Regions from separate parts of the Ostrinia nubilalis genome. Here region 2 is linked to region 1. The links are chromatin contacts, called in public Hi-C maps. All regions are on one chromosome and are shown on one strand. The core of a region is the stretch at or near the end of the contact, and the rest is flanking DNA. Distances in the headings are between cores, read along the strand shown. Region 1 holds the start of LOC135078867 (FAS-associated factor 2). Region 2 holds the start of LOC135078642 (sentrin-specific protease 8).

Region 1 (7,261 bases), core at 3,526-6,025:
AGTGCAGACCTGCGTAGGTCCATTGATATCTTATCAGATTTTTTATTTTAATTCTGAATAAGGCTTCTGTGTCTGAAAAGCTTGAAGCAAAAAACCAAAATGATAATAAATAAACTAGCGACAGCTGGCACATAATAATGACTAATTTGGTCTTTGCCAGTCCTTTGGGTTATAGTTGTTAAGCCTCCTTCCCGTTGTCGGCCGTAAGAGAGAAAATGAGGTAGGTAGACTGGGGCTATAGACTCCAGGTCTTGCTTTGACCTGGAAGGTCATTAGACTTACATCTTGCTTGTGTTTCTCCTCGAGCTCGCGGCGACGCAGGTCTTCATTCTCCTGCTGCTGGCGCGCGGCCCTGTCGGCGGCCTTGCGCCGCTCCTCCTGGTCGGCGGCGAGAGACTCGCTAAGGTAAACAGAGCCTATAGACAATCCAGGTCTACCCAGCTTAGACCTGGAAGTCATCAAGCCACTTACGTCTCGTTTGTACTGCTCCTCGAGTCTCTGTCAGCCGCCTTGCGCCGCTCCTTCAGCGGCGATACTGGTCCTATAGACACTCCAGGTCTTGCTTGGACCTGGAAGTCATTCGACTTACTTCTCGCTTGTGCTTCGAGGAGTTTGGCGACGAGAGACTAGACCTATAGACACTCCAGGTCTACAGCTACTTACGTCTCGCTTGTGCTTCTCCTCGAGCTCGCGGCGGCGCAGGTCTTCTATCTCCTGTTGCTGACGCGCGGCCCGGTCGGCGGCCTTGCGCCGCTCCTTCTCCTGGTCGGCGGCGGGAGACTGGCTAAGGTAGACTGGACCTATAGACACTCCAGGTCTACCCAGCTTGGACCTGGAAGTCATCAAGCCACTTACGTCTCGTTTGTACTACTCCTCGAGTCTCTGTCAGCCGCCTTGCGCCGCTCCTTCAGCGGGGATACTGGTCCTATAGACACTCCAGGTTTTGCTTGGACCTGGAAATCATTCGACTTACGACTCACTTGTGCTTCGAGTTTGGCGACGAGAGACTAGACCTATAGACACTCCAGGTCTCGGACCTGGAAATCACCAAGCTACTTACGTCTCGCTTGTGTTTCTCCTCGAGTTCCCGGCGGCGCAGGTCTTCGTTCTCCTGCTGCTGGCGAGCGGCTCTGTCGGCGGCCTTGCGCCGCTCCTTCTCCTGGTCGGCGGCGAGTGACTCGGCGTAGGCCTCGTCTTGGGCCTGGCGGAGGCGGGCTGTCACTTCGCGCTCGACTCTGTTAAAAGTTTATATTTTAATTCAAAAGTAACACAAGATTTTATCAAAATAAATGACAAAATAGAAACAATGAGGGCTATCGTTTTTATACTTAACAGTTGGCACCCCTGGCGATTGACAGGACCTTACTCTACAGTGGCGCCATCTTGATGAGTGCAAATGCGATAGTCCTCCTACCACTTTAGCGTTCACCAGTTGGTGCCACTGTCTTCGCTACTAGCAAGTGACAGGACCTTACTCTACAGTGGCGCTAACTGGTAAGCGCTAAAACGATAGCCCTCATTGACCGTGTCCACAACACGTCCTTGGTTGTCCCACTTTTGTGGCTACGGTAAGGCACACCAGTAGGCCTAGGATGCGCGCCGTGATAAGTTGTTATCACGCCATTATATCGATTTTTTCCATACATTTTGACGTCGATAAAGTATATCACGGCGCGCATCCTAGCCCAGTAGGACCACTCCCAATTCTCTTATGGATGTCGTAAGAGGCGACAAAGAGACAAAATACACGAAAACCAGGCTTTCCAGACCCGTCTGACCACAGCGTAGAGAGTGTAGACCAAATCCTCCATTCGCCTCTGGAGAAGGTCATCGTATGTAGTGTAGACCATATGACCACTATGTTTCGTACACTATGGCTCGTTGTCGACTACGCTAGTACCTATCGGCGCGCGCGGCGGCGAGGTGCGGCTCGTTGTCGGCGACGACGCGGCGCAGGCGCTGCAGCAGCGCGGCCGCCGAGCACGCGCCCTCGCTGCGTGTGCACTACGCTAGTACCTGTCGGCGCGCGCGGCGGCGAGGTGCGGCTCGTTGTCGGCGACGACGCGGCGCAGGCGCTGCAGCAGCGCGGCCGCCGAGCACGCGCCCTCGCTGCGTGTGCACTACGCTAGTACCTGTCGGCGCGCGCGGCGGCGAGGTGCGGCTCGTTGTCGGCGACGACGCGGCGCAGGCGCTGCAGCAGCGCGGCCGCCGAGCACGCGCCCTCGCTGCGCGCCACCACCGTCATGCGGTGCTCGCGCACGCACACCACGCATAGCAGCGGGTACCTGCCAACATTGCCGTTAAGTTTATTTTTTATTTTTTTTTTATTTATTCATTTATTTATTTAAAGACTTTATTGCACACACAACAATGTTCCGTACAAAAAGGCGAGCTTAATGCCATACGTCATTCTCTACCAGCTGACCTTGAGCAAAACAGAGATTATCATCAATCGGTAACATCACTACGCACACCACGCATAGCAGAGGGCACCTGCGAACAATGCTCATAAATACATACACCCGGCGTCAAATAAATCGCACCCGCGACAGTTACTTTTATTTAAGATTTTCTTCTAAACAAAAATGGTTCTCCAACAATACTGGTGTTATTTGAAAGTCCAATCAATAAACTTAAAGAAAAACACGTTTAATCTATATCTATAAAAGCAAAAGGTCACTGATTGACTGACTCACTCATCACGAAATCTCAGAAACTACAAGTGCTAAGTCTCTGGGGGTTCCTTTTAGAACGTAGGTGCTCACTAAAACGGGATTTTGCAAAATTCAACCCCTAGGGGGTAAAATGGGATCCACGCGTACAAAGTCGCGGGCGGCCGCTAGTAGTAAATATAAGTCAATCAGCGGAGCTACTGTGAAAAACATTGACCGAAGTATCGAATGTTGCCATCCCTCTCACGAAAAACAAGATGCTAGCATGAGCCACGGTAACAGATAGACCCAACAGCACGTACGTAAACAGCGTTTTGGAGTAGCCGCAGAACACGACGAACATCAGTATTCATGATAATTGGTTTTCTTTTTTAATAGCCTCTGAGCACACTGGTTTCGCTAATAAGGATTATTCAAAGTTTATCATAACAAAAAAACCTTTACTCAATGCCAAACAGAAGTAATTTTTTTATCACTCCATTGTGTTTTAAAATAAAACACACTACCTTGAAGCTAAGGTGTGATCATTTCAGCCAAAGAAAGTCTATTGCTAGAAGATAGACCAAAGATAAAAAAATATGGACTAAAGGTATACCTGCGTCCGCCTACAGACTGCGCCACGCGCCAGCCCTCGGCTGTCTCAACCGAGCAGCCCCAGAACAGGGCATGAGTATTAATGTATTGGATGACTTCAGGGTCTGCCAGGGTTGTCCTGAAAATAAAATAAGTCATGTCACAGAAAACACATGTCATGTTTGAAGAAAAAGGATTGTGTTATCAAAACTTCAAGATATTTAGATACTTAGTCTAATATAACACATGACCCAAGAAAGAAAGCAGTCTGTCTGTTATCAAAACTTCTGATGTTAAATTACTTGGTCTAAAAAGACAATTAAAGGTCCTATGAGTCAACTAAACATCTGTATTTATAACTCTTTTGTGGCAGAATTTAATATTGAAACATACTGCACAATGTACCACATGAATTGAGACAAACATACCTGCAGAAGTTTTGTGTCTCAGTAGCAGACTCTGAGTGGAGGTATACAATGAGGAACCTTAGTTCATTCTTGGCATCATTGAGAGCCTGGGCATATGTGCCCTGGTAGAACACTGGGTGAGGGTTGAACCTCGACGTGTAGTTGTTTATGAAGCCCATCACGTCCCCTAGTGGGTCAGTCACCACTGCAACAATAATGGGAGATTATGAAGGATTTGAATAGAAAAGGAGCATTATACTGTTCACAGTAGGTTTAGTTATGTCATTTATAAGGTCTTTCCAGTACTAGGGCAATACTTATTCTATTAGGATTCTTATTAGAATTTGTTAATGTAATTCAATTTTATATCTTTACTTAATTTGCAACAAATTTTGGCGCTTCAGGTACAATTAATTCTAGGACTGAAATCTGTGCCAAACAGTCTGAATACTTACATCGCCTATCATCATTTCTTATGAAGCTCAGCAACAAGTTTATAACGGAAGATAATGTGCTATAGCACATTGACACAACGAAGTTAACCATATAGCGCAAGAGACCGCGGACGCCGCCTCCTGGGCCTTCCGAGGGCTCGTCAGTGAACACTTGCTGTGCTATGTGGTCATGCACCACGGGCGGCGCCCTCGCCTCGGTAGCGAAAACCGATGGCCGACCTTCCCTTATATTTAACTGCTCTTGAATCGCCACCTACGAACGAAAAACACATAAGAACAAAACTAAACAGATTGACCTACAAAATAAATAACAACTTTCAAATTGACAAATCACATTTACCTCCAAGTCCCATTGGTGCCTCTGCAAAACATCTCTGCATATCGACATGTCTTCTATGCCAGTTAAATCTTGAAACTGAAGTATTTTATCAGTTTGTTCATGGGTCAAACCCAAAGCATTGTCTTCAAGATCCATTGCTTTGGCTTGGTGGGTATCCTAATTTAACAATTTAAATAGCAACTAACTAAAATAGGGTACAGTATATAAGCCTACATGAATATTCTTATCAGTACATATTTAATTGGAACTTTCAATCACTTTACGGGAAAATCGTATTATTTTGATGCAAATTCTTAAATATCACCAACCAACCAACAACCAAAACGGTATGAATGAATGAATGAATGAGAAGTAAAATGACGAATGACATGTCATCCATTCATAGTGTTGTTACCAAAACATTAAAAAACCGTAACCCAACCGTAAGCGAATCATCATAGATACAAAAGCTAATGAATGGAGCATTTATTTAAGATTTTTTTAACTTTGTAAACTTGATACAGTTCAAAGTCCTTTTTTATTTTCATTGATTTTTAATAATAATTGTTCGTTTCGTTGCTTGTCTCTAAAATGTGTAGAGCGTGTTCTGTGTGTGTAGAACTTGCGCTATGTCCGTATTATGAAATAAAACTAACAGATAAAAAAAAACTAGAAAACAAATATTTTGTTGTGCGGGAAACCCGCGACCTCTGGCATAGTAAGTAGTCCGTTACAAACTATTACATCAAACGGCTGACGATTTGAGGAATAAAATGAATAAAGTATGGGTCGCAGTAAAAAACATGAGTTGTGTTGTGTTATTGACTTTATTATTTCTTTCCCTTCTTTGCAGCTGCTGCTGGTGCTGCTGGCGGTGGTGGCGGTGGAGGTGGCGTTGCAGGTGGCGGCGGTGGTTCCTCCTCCTCAATAACAGGATCAGGTGGTACGGATGGGTCTTCATTTGGATCTTCGTATAAGTATTCCGTCTGAAAGTTTAGATAATTTTCATTGAAATACACCCATAAGCACTGTTAACATAAGACCTTTGTGTCGTGTTAGGTACCTTGATTTCATTAAGTTCTGGTGCCAGATTAAACATGCTTTCTATGAAATCTTCATAAAATACATTTCCATCACCTCGAACATTAGCATCTCGGAGCATCTCTCTGGTTTCATCCGCATCAAATATATCTCCATACTGCGTGACAATGGTTTGAATTTCATCAATTTCTAGAAAGTCCCTTTTTTCTGTATCAAACACCTGTAAAACATTTAACATGGAGCATTATGTTAACTAAATAGGGTCATTTCGCCTGTTCGCGTCCATTTAGTGCAGTTGGCAAGTTTGACGGCGATAATAAAAATGCCCCAGCACTAATTTTTATGACAATTTTGTGTAATGTGTTCATTATATATTCTATTTTAAGATTAACTTTCAGTTGTATTAGAAACATCTTGCGTTTTCTTTTTAAATAGATAAACTTCAGAATTAGGCGTTATACCCAGTTTGCGTCCACAAAATCCTAATTGCGTCCACCCGTGGACCATTTAGCGTCCAGCAGCTTAGAAAAGGAATATAGGGGTGATATTTTTAACAATTAATAAAGAAAGATTGTATTTGAACAATTTCTTTATTTAACAATAAACTTAATTATTAATAATTAACTTTTTAAAAAAATAAAACCGACTTCAAATGCGTGAACAGGAAAAAAAACTAAAAATTGAAAATATTGCGTATAAAAAAGTTCATCCCCAATTTTCCACCCTTGGGGGTGAAATATTTTCTTCAAATTCGCATGAAACCACCCTTTTGATAATACCTATTCAACAAAAAAATAATCGTTCAAATTGATTTATAATCGGCGGAGATATTGCGTATAAAAAAGTTCATCCCCAATTTTCCACCCTTGGGGGTTGTTTTTTCTATTATTAAATTTAAATGGGACCACCCTTGAGGTATTACCTATACGTAGAAAAAAGATTTGTTCAAATCGGTTCATAATTGGCGGAGTTATCGCGTAACAAACATAGAAAAAAGAAAAAAAAACATACGGGTCGAATTGAGAACCTCCTCCTTTTTTTTGAAGTCGGTTGAAAATCAACATTATCATCGTTTAAAACTCACTTTCAAAAATAAAAATAATTCTTCTCAACATTGGTTTAAGTAAAAAATTCTTTATTTCTGGCCAAACACTTGCTTTTTACTGGAAATTCACATTTAGAAATGTTAAGAAGCCATTCAACTACTTTTGTATTATTGTTCCATTTTCTTCCCTAAACTTTGAATTTTTGACGAATTTCAATATCTAATTACTACATGACGTGACATATCATTGGAAAGAAGAGAAGCTAGAGATGTTTTTAAGATCATTGGCAATCTACTATCACCTTTAATTTTTTTTAAATCGAATTCCAAGTTGAAATTTTTATCGTGGTTTGTACCTTTGTTAAACTTTCGCGGCTCGTAACTAGCTATCCAATCATTATCTGAATCTGAAATTGAATTTATTTGACTAAAGGCATATTCGATATTAATATCAAATAACAAAAGCGGTTAAAAACACGCGAGAAAAAAAAGTAGGCATGTTTTTAGGTCAAATTTTGGAAAAAATTAAACAAAAACAAAAATATCAATTAAAATAAAAGTAGCTCACTTAGGGTCAGATGGGCGAACTTGTATTCTTAAAATGACCTTACCTATACAAATTAATATTAAACAGTATGTTTTTTTTTTTTATAAGCAAGTATTTAACGAAAACAGTGGACGCAATTTGGTTTATTATTATAGAGGATAGGTATAGTTTGCGTCCATTGTGGACGCAAAGTGGAAGTTTT
Region 2 (7,261 bases), core at 3,462-5,961, 140 kb before region 1:
CTTTTTCGACTTCCAAATTATTGGTAGGTAGGTAGGTACTATAAGTTTTGTTTTCATAAAATAAAGTTTTGTGTTAAATACTCTTCTCAGAAAACATGGGTGTTCCTGCTGGCAATGCTGAGAATGGAAAGAAGATCTTCGTCCAAAGATGTGCCCAGTGTCACACTGTAAGTATTGTTTTTTCATTGTGTGTTTAATCTTGAAAGGAATAATAGATTCAATCATCTCCCATGCCTTCGTCATCAGCTTTTAATTTTATACCAAACTCAATTTAAGTCCCCACACACACTACCGATAATTATAGAAAATTGATTATTGCAGGCAGATATTTTAAGTGAAGCCATTGCTTCACTGTACATTTACAGTGAACAGTGTCAATGTAAATGAAATCCATCAATTAAACTCTAGTACCATTATACTCACGTAGTACCTACTTGAAATTTTTTGATACCATTGTACAGTAACCATATTGTACATTACAGGTTGAGTCTGGTGGCAAACACAAAGTAGGACCCAACCTACACGGATTCTTCGGTCGCAAGACTGGTCAAGCATCTGGCTTTGCTTACTCAGATGCGAACAAAGCCAAAGGTAAACATAATATTAATTTTATATGATATTTCCATTTAATATGATATCTTTTACATAATTATCCAGAAAATATTAATATGGAGTAACATTTGTGAGATTGACTTACATACTATATTTATTATGCTGACTATCTCAGACATAAATACACCAAGTTACATTACATTGTCTTCTAATCTAAATAACTCACAGTATGTAATGAATTCTATATTTAAGTAACAATGTGTCTTGCATCGTGTCATCAGACTGAATGATGTAAAACAACCCATATACCTAGTTGCTAATCTTGGACTTCAGTAGTAATAAATGTAATAATTCTGATAATATTTATCAAATTCCTAAAGTGATAGCATTCATTGTACTATCTATGCCAGCATTATATCAGTACTCAATAAATAAATCGGCATTTGATGATAATTTTTATTTTTTAGGTATCACCTGGAATGAGGACACCCTCTTTGAATACCTCGAGAACCCCAAGAAATACATCCCTGGAACCAAAATGGTGTTCGCCGGCTTGAAGAAGCCCAACGAGCGCGCAGATCTTATTGCCTATCTAAAGGATGCTACTAAGTAAATCATTTTTAGGAAATAGTACGAAGTAGGAAGGAAGTTCCATAATATTTCTGGAATTTTCTTTCTATTTTTAGCCCAATCAGTATCATCAATTTGCATATTGCAATAGTGATAGTTGCAAAATGTTTAGGCAAATATTTACTCATTACCATGTCATATTTATTGTAGTCGTACTGTGAGTAACTGTGAGCGATGGATACCTAACAACAATGATGTGAGTTATTTGATGTTATTAAATTATTAATTGACGTCACATTTAGCTTTTCATTTGTGAATGTTTTCACATAATTATTTACCTAGGTAATTATTTATTTACCAAACTAATCTAACGAAATGTTACCTAAATTATACTATTTAAAATAAATTAAAATTAAATAAAGAATTTTAAGTTCATACATAAAAATTTTGTTTTGTTTTTGCATTCCCTTTTTTTGTTTTTTTAGGAAATAGCAGCATTATTATATCTAAAAGTACCTCTGTCTACTACAGAACATGATTGTTTGCAGTGGTGTGAATCATCAAATTACTATTGCATCGATTGCATGCCGAGCAATGTAAGTTAAATGCTTTATATTATAAAGCATTTAACTTACATTGCTCGGCATGCAATGCAAAACTTATTAAGTTTTGCCACAAACATTTAGAAATTTGGAGGGCCAGTTATTGTACCTAATTCCAAATTAATCAAAATTTTATTACAGTTATTTGTAATTATGATTAATACTCAAGAGTGAATGTGACTGATGTGACTACTAAAGGATGAAATACGAGGTGTGTTCAAAAAGTAAGGTGACTTTTCAAATTTCCCGGGCAACGTACTTTCGATTATCGATTTTTTTATTTTGTTATGTTGGTACACTCTTCCCGAACATCTGTACCACAGATATGGATTAGAGTAGATACAGCAAGTTGCTAGTCAAAGCGTGCCATTCCGATAAGTCCAAATGGACATACATGGTCGAGTGATGTTCATGTAATCCGATTACAACAATCGGATACGATGATTTTACGAGGATAGTACGAACACGGTAGAGAGAAGAAATTATTTACGGATTGAGAATTGTAATTAACAGCAACGAGTAACAAATATGTAATTAATTAGAATAAAGTAGCAGTAGAAGAATTATAAAACAAGTTAGATCAGTGATCGCGGAAGACAGAGTGCACTGTATAACGTCGAAATATACAAATCAAGAAGTTAGGTCAGTGATCGCAGTATACACTATTATTAGTCTATGTATACGACGGCCGAGATTTTGTCGTTTAGAAATATCTTCAAAACTAGGTACCTGACTTGGCTTTATGAAAGAAAACGTATTGGCAAAACTACGCATTTTTACATTATTTTATTAAAAATAAAAAGCTTGAGTAAATAGTCTTTATTTTATGAAACTATGTCATTTACTTACTAGGATATTTAAAAGTATGGAATTAAGTATGAATTACTAGTAGTACTATTTAACATAATGGAATAACGATCATTACTTTCATAAACATTAGGCACAACAAAAATAATAACATTATTTGCAAATTAATAATGTAGAATTGTAGAATAACGTGTACCGCTACAAAATTATTTTAATCCACAGTCAGACTAGCTATAAATTTAACAAAATATCAGTTTTATAGGAATTAATTAATTTTCGAATCGAGTCACACGATATCATTCGATGACTTTGCGAATGCAATACGATGATACGATTACTTTTACGTTGCGGCAATCACTAAAATTAGCTAAAATGACACTAATGACGTTTAAAAAGTGGCACGCTCGGCTTCATACAATTTTTGACACATGCTGCATCTATCCATATCTGTGATCTGTACCAAGTTTCAAGTGTATAGCATTTTTTGTTTGGTTGTGAGAGGCGTAAAGGTTATAAGTGTTTTGCGTGCTCGGCGATTTTTTGCTATCGAAAAATATGGATCAAAGGATTTGCATCAAATTTTGTGTAAAAAAATTTAAATTTAATGCTCCGAAACACTTGAAATGTTGACAGTGGCATACGGTGAAACTGTTCTGAGTAAAAAAAAATGTTTCAAACTCTTCCAAGATGGCCGGGAAGATGCCAATGACGAGCCTCGCCTGGACGCCCAAGAACGTCAATAACTGATGAAAACGATCAAGCAGTGAAGAAAATTGTTTTGGAAAATCGTCGAATCACTATCAGAGAAGTTGCTGAGGATATCGGCATATCGCTTGGCTCGTGCCATGAATTTTTTTCTAACGTTTTGGAAAAACAATTCATGGCTTTTGCATCACGATAATGCCCCTGCTCACTCATCCTTGCTTGTGAGAGATTTTTTGGCTAAAAACAACACCACAATCATGCCTCAGCCACCATATTCACCGGATTTGGCCCCATGTGAATTTTTCTTGTTCCCAAAATTAAAGAAACCTATGAAAGGACGGAGATTTGCAACGATTGAGGAGATAAAGACTGCATCGCTGGAAGAGCTAAAGGCTATACCGAAAAGTGCTTATGAGAAGTGCTTTGAGGATTGGAAAAACCGTTTGCATAAGTGTATTGTATCTGAGGGGGATTACTTTGAAGGGGACAACATAAATATTGATAAATAAATAAATATTTTTTCTTAAAAATACAAAGTCACCTTACTTTTTGAACACACCTCGTACGTCTTGAATTCAATCTTGAATCTTCGCAAGTTCGCATCATAGAGTAACTTGTGGTTCGCATCTCATAAATTTGTGATCTCATGCAAGCTATTATGTCCTATCTCTATTGATTGAATAAATCTTTGACCATCAAATTAATAAAACAACATCGATACGAACCCGATACGATGATGTCAAGGGCCATGCCAGCCAGAGACTAAACCGATATTTCTGGTTCAGGTACCGTACTATCTCTAAATTAAAAAATGTAATGTCACTCAAATGACACCTGTCATTTTTGACATTAATAACAGTGACAAGATGACATGACACTGACACATGCAAAAAGAAATTTCTTGGACTGGTTTTTGGTGTGGTGATAATGTGGATGAATTTATTTTGATTTCATAATTTTATGGGCCAGTAATCCTGTAATAATACAAGGACGAATTAAACTCCATTCATTATAAGTTTCTGATTACTTTTGACAGTGAAATTCATTTAGAAAAATTTAATGTGATTTTGAGTTAAGTCATACAAATGAGACAAGTTGATCTATTTTGGTAAGTTGTGCTTGCATTCTGTGTGTGTATTACGTTATTTTAAAATCTATTTATTATTTACATTACACTTCTTATATGTTTTTATTGTTCTGTTATATTTTTCTCACTTATCAGATCATACATAACGGGATCAAGTTTACATTATTGAAGAAGTTTAAATAATTATGCGTTAAAATGGCTAAAGCATCAGTTGTATTGAGCTTCCATGAGATATTGTTGCATCGGTCAGATGTAGAGCTTTTGGATGGGCCTTATTGGCTGAACGATACGATTATATCATTTTATTTTGAATACCTAGAACGGATTTTGTTCAGTGGTGCCAGTGAGTTACTGTTTGTTTCGCCTGAAGTCACACAATGTATTAAAATGGTGGAGACTAATGAGATTAAAACCTTCTTGGAGCCGCTTGATATCAATAGAAAGAGATTTGTGTTTTTTGCACTGAACGACAATGACTCTCCGGACACGGCTGGTGGATCGCACTGGAGTCTCCTCGTTTATTCCAAACCAGAAAGCTGTTTCTACCACTTGGACTCTTCATCTGGAAGCAATCATAATGTAGCATGGGAATTTGCCAGTCATTTGATTACTTACTTTTCAAAAGGAGGTAAGATTTATTCTATTCTGTATAACTTATTAGGCAGACATCATTTTCCCTTTGCTATTAAAAATGAAGTAACAAAGACCATTGAATTTGACTATTTTGAACTAAATAAACTATTTTTCTTTCTACTTTATTTCATTTCTTTTTACAGAGGCTGTCAACTTCGTAGATAAGGAATGTCTTCAGCAGAGTAATGGATACGACTGTGGAATTCACGTCATTTGTAATACCGAGCGGTTGGCCGATTGTGCCCACAAACATGGCCACATTGGCACATGCGACATGCTAGTCAAAATCAACCCAAGTGCTAAGAGGAAAGAAATTATTAACATTATTCATAACTTGTCTAATTCAGATTAATAACTTGGTGTCTTGAAACTAGATAATTGGTGTTAATATATTGTTATGTTGGTGTTTATGTTAACTAATATTTATAATAAAGGTTAAAATCTAAATTCTCACAACCAAATTCTTTTGCTTGACTTTCCATTTCAAACGCGATAAATTGGCTAATAATAGAATCAATTCATACTAGTTACTTAATTTTAGAGTATACCATACGCGATAAGCGATTCTCTTTACTTTTGCTAAAATCTCGTAAAATTGCCGACGAGCAGAACAGCCTCCTAGACAAAGTTACATTTGTGACAGCTTCATTTTCGCAATCGCCTCTAAGAGCGAAGTATTCTGCTAATTCTGGAATTATAACAGGGCAGGTATGACTAACTATCTCTTTATTAAATAACAACTAGGTACTACTAGTCTCATTGTCTGATGCAATTGATGGGGTTTCCCAAATTGATCCTAATATTGATTGCAATAAAGGATATTTTTTTTTATAAAATAAAATAATAGCATCAAATTATTCAAGCCAATTTTATTATGCTTGATTCACCATTTATTTAAGAAATAAGATTTACACCGAAAGCCGTAAACATCATTTAGAAAAATAAATAAAAATATAAGTAGTAGAATATAGATTACTTGTATGAAATAGGATCACTTGTTAAAAAAAGATCTGAGGCAAATTAAGATTTTATAGGTTCGACCCAGCCGCCGAACGCTTTTTCTAGTTCTTCGGCGACAGCAAAGCAGAATCTATCGTTGTTGTGATTTGAGACTACCTGAATACCAATCGGAAGACCTTCGCGTCCCAACCCTAGAGGTATATTCGTAGCAGGCAGTCCAAGGCAGTTAATTATTGCGGTGTAACTGAAATTGAAAGGTCGTGCCAAAGGCTCGTTGTGATACAGCGCTGGCGTGGGATGTGTCGGATACAAAAACACTCCATCGTCGCCAAGCATTTCTTTGAACTCCTTTTCCAATTTATCTTTCAGTTCAACGTGGTATTTGTACTTTGCGTCCCCGTATTCCGCTCCTGTGTGATCCGACAGCGCTGTGGCTAACCCAATTAAAGTGTTGCCCGAGCAGCCAAAAATATTCTTGAATATCTCAACGATAATAGCGAACACGCCTTTCTTTTCCATAATGTTTTCCTCGTATTTCTTCGTTCTCTTCATCGTATTCATCCATATTGGCAAAGATTTTTTTAGTAGTTGAATTTTCTTCTCTTCTGTGTTAACATTATGTTTCTCCTTCAAGAATTCCACGGATTTCTTCATAGCGGCAATGATGTCTGGGTCAACTGAATCAACCAAAGGTTCCTTGCTGCTGAATTGGTAGTACACCTTAAGTTTGCTGACATCTACGGCTTCATTAAGTTTCAATTTGCTGCTGTTTTCGCCGGCCATAATATTCAGGAGTGGTTTTAAGTCTGATGCGTATCGCGTCATTGGGCCAATACCTGCAAAAAAGTCGTAGAAATTCATTGATAGAAAATCCCTGGAGCATTTGCCCTTTAAAGTACCTACAGTCTATAATGCTACTATTAATCTTAATCCATAAAACATTAAATAAACTGTGGCATATTTACAAATGTCTCTTAACTACATGCTCTGAAGCTAAAAACAAAATTTCGTAGTTTTAAAATCCCACTCTATTAGATTATTATTTTAAGACCTTCTCATCACATTCTTATATCTTCGCCTTATCTAGTTGATAACAAATTACCTAAGAAAGAATTATGAAGCTCCGTCTCCGCTTCAGGGAACTGCCCGTCGTTGGAGACTATGTGCCTAGAAGGCTTGTGTCCAAAGATACCGTTGAAGAAAGACGGCATCCGAATTGAACCACCGATATCAGAACCTGAAAAGAAAAACAATAGTAATTAATCAAAAAAAGAAGAGTAATTAAAGTATTATCAGTAGTGTACAAACAAATCAGTAATTTTACTATGCATGCATCTGTAGCGAT

The links. Hi-C and Micro-C count contacts between places; a contact is called where the count stands out from the background.
Region 2: a Hi-C map of whole larva shows a contact between it and region 1, with 7 times the contacts expected there. The contact joins the promoter of LOC135078642 here to the promoter of LOC135078867 in region 1. A contact is called at or near these places in 4 of 5 Hi-C or Micro-C datasets (whole body and whole larva).

What each region holds. Positions count from the first base shown.
Region 1 is chr15:7,989,891-7,997,151 of ilOstNubi1.1, reverse strand. LOC135078867 (FAS-associated factor 2) reads right to left here and starts at 4,775. Exons shown (of 8, transcript XM_063973433.1): 1 at 4,448-4,775; 2 at 4,108-4,360; 3 at 3,674-3,857; 4 at 3,268-3,384; 5 at 2,133-2,285; 6 at 1,061-1,235. The coding sequence starts at 4,582. It overlaps LOC135078479, which reads right to left. Exons shown (of 4, transcript XM_063973025.1): 3 at 5,490-5,687; 4 at 5,235-5,412. The coding sequence ends at 5,257.
Region 2 is chr15:8,127,208-8,134,468 of ilOstNubi1.1, reverse strand. It overlaps LOC135078642 (sentrin-specific protease 8), which reads left to right and starts at 4,711. Exons shown (of 2, transcript XM_063973170.1): 1 at 4,711-4,951; 2 at 5,100-5,308. The coding sequence starts at 4,711. The coding sequence ends at 5,308. It overlaps LOC135078871 (cytochrome b5 reductase 4), which reads left to right and starts at 4,107. Exons shown (of 10, transcript XM_063973438.1): 1 at 4,107-4,344. LOC135078874 (fatty-acid amide hydrolase 2-A-like) reads right to left here. Exons shown (of 6, transcript XM_063973446.1): 5 at 7,019-7,153; 6 at 5,806-6,752. The coding sequence ends at 5,977. It overlaps LOC135078869 (cytochrome c), which reads left to right. Exons shown (of 4, transcript XM_063973435.1): 2 at 91-167; 3 at 483-591; 4 at 1,020-1,567. The coding sequence ends at 1,165.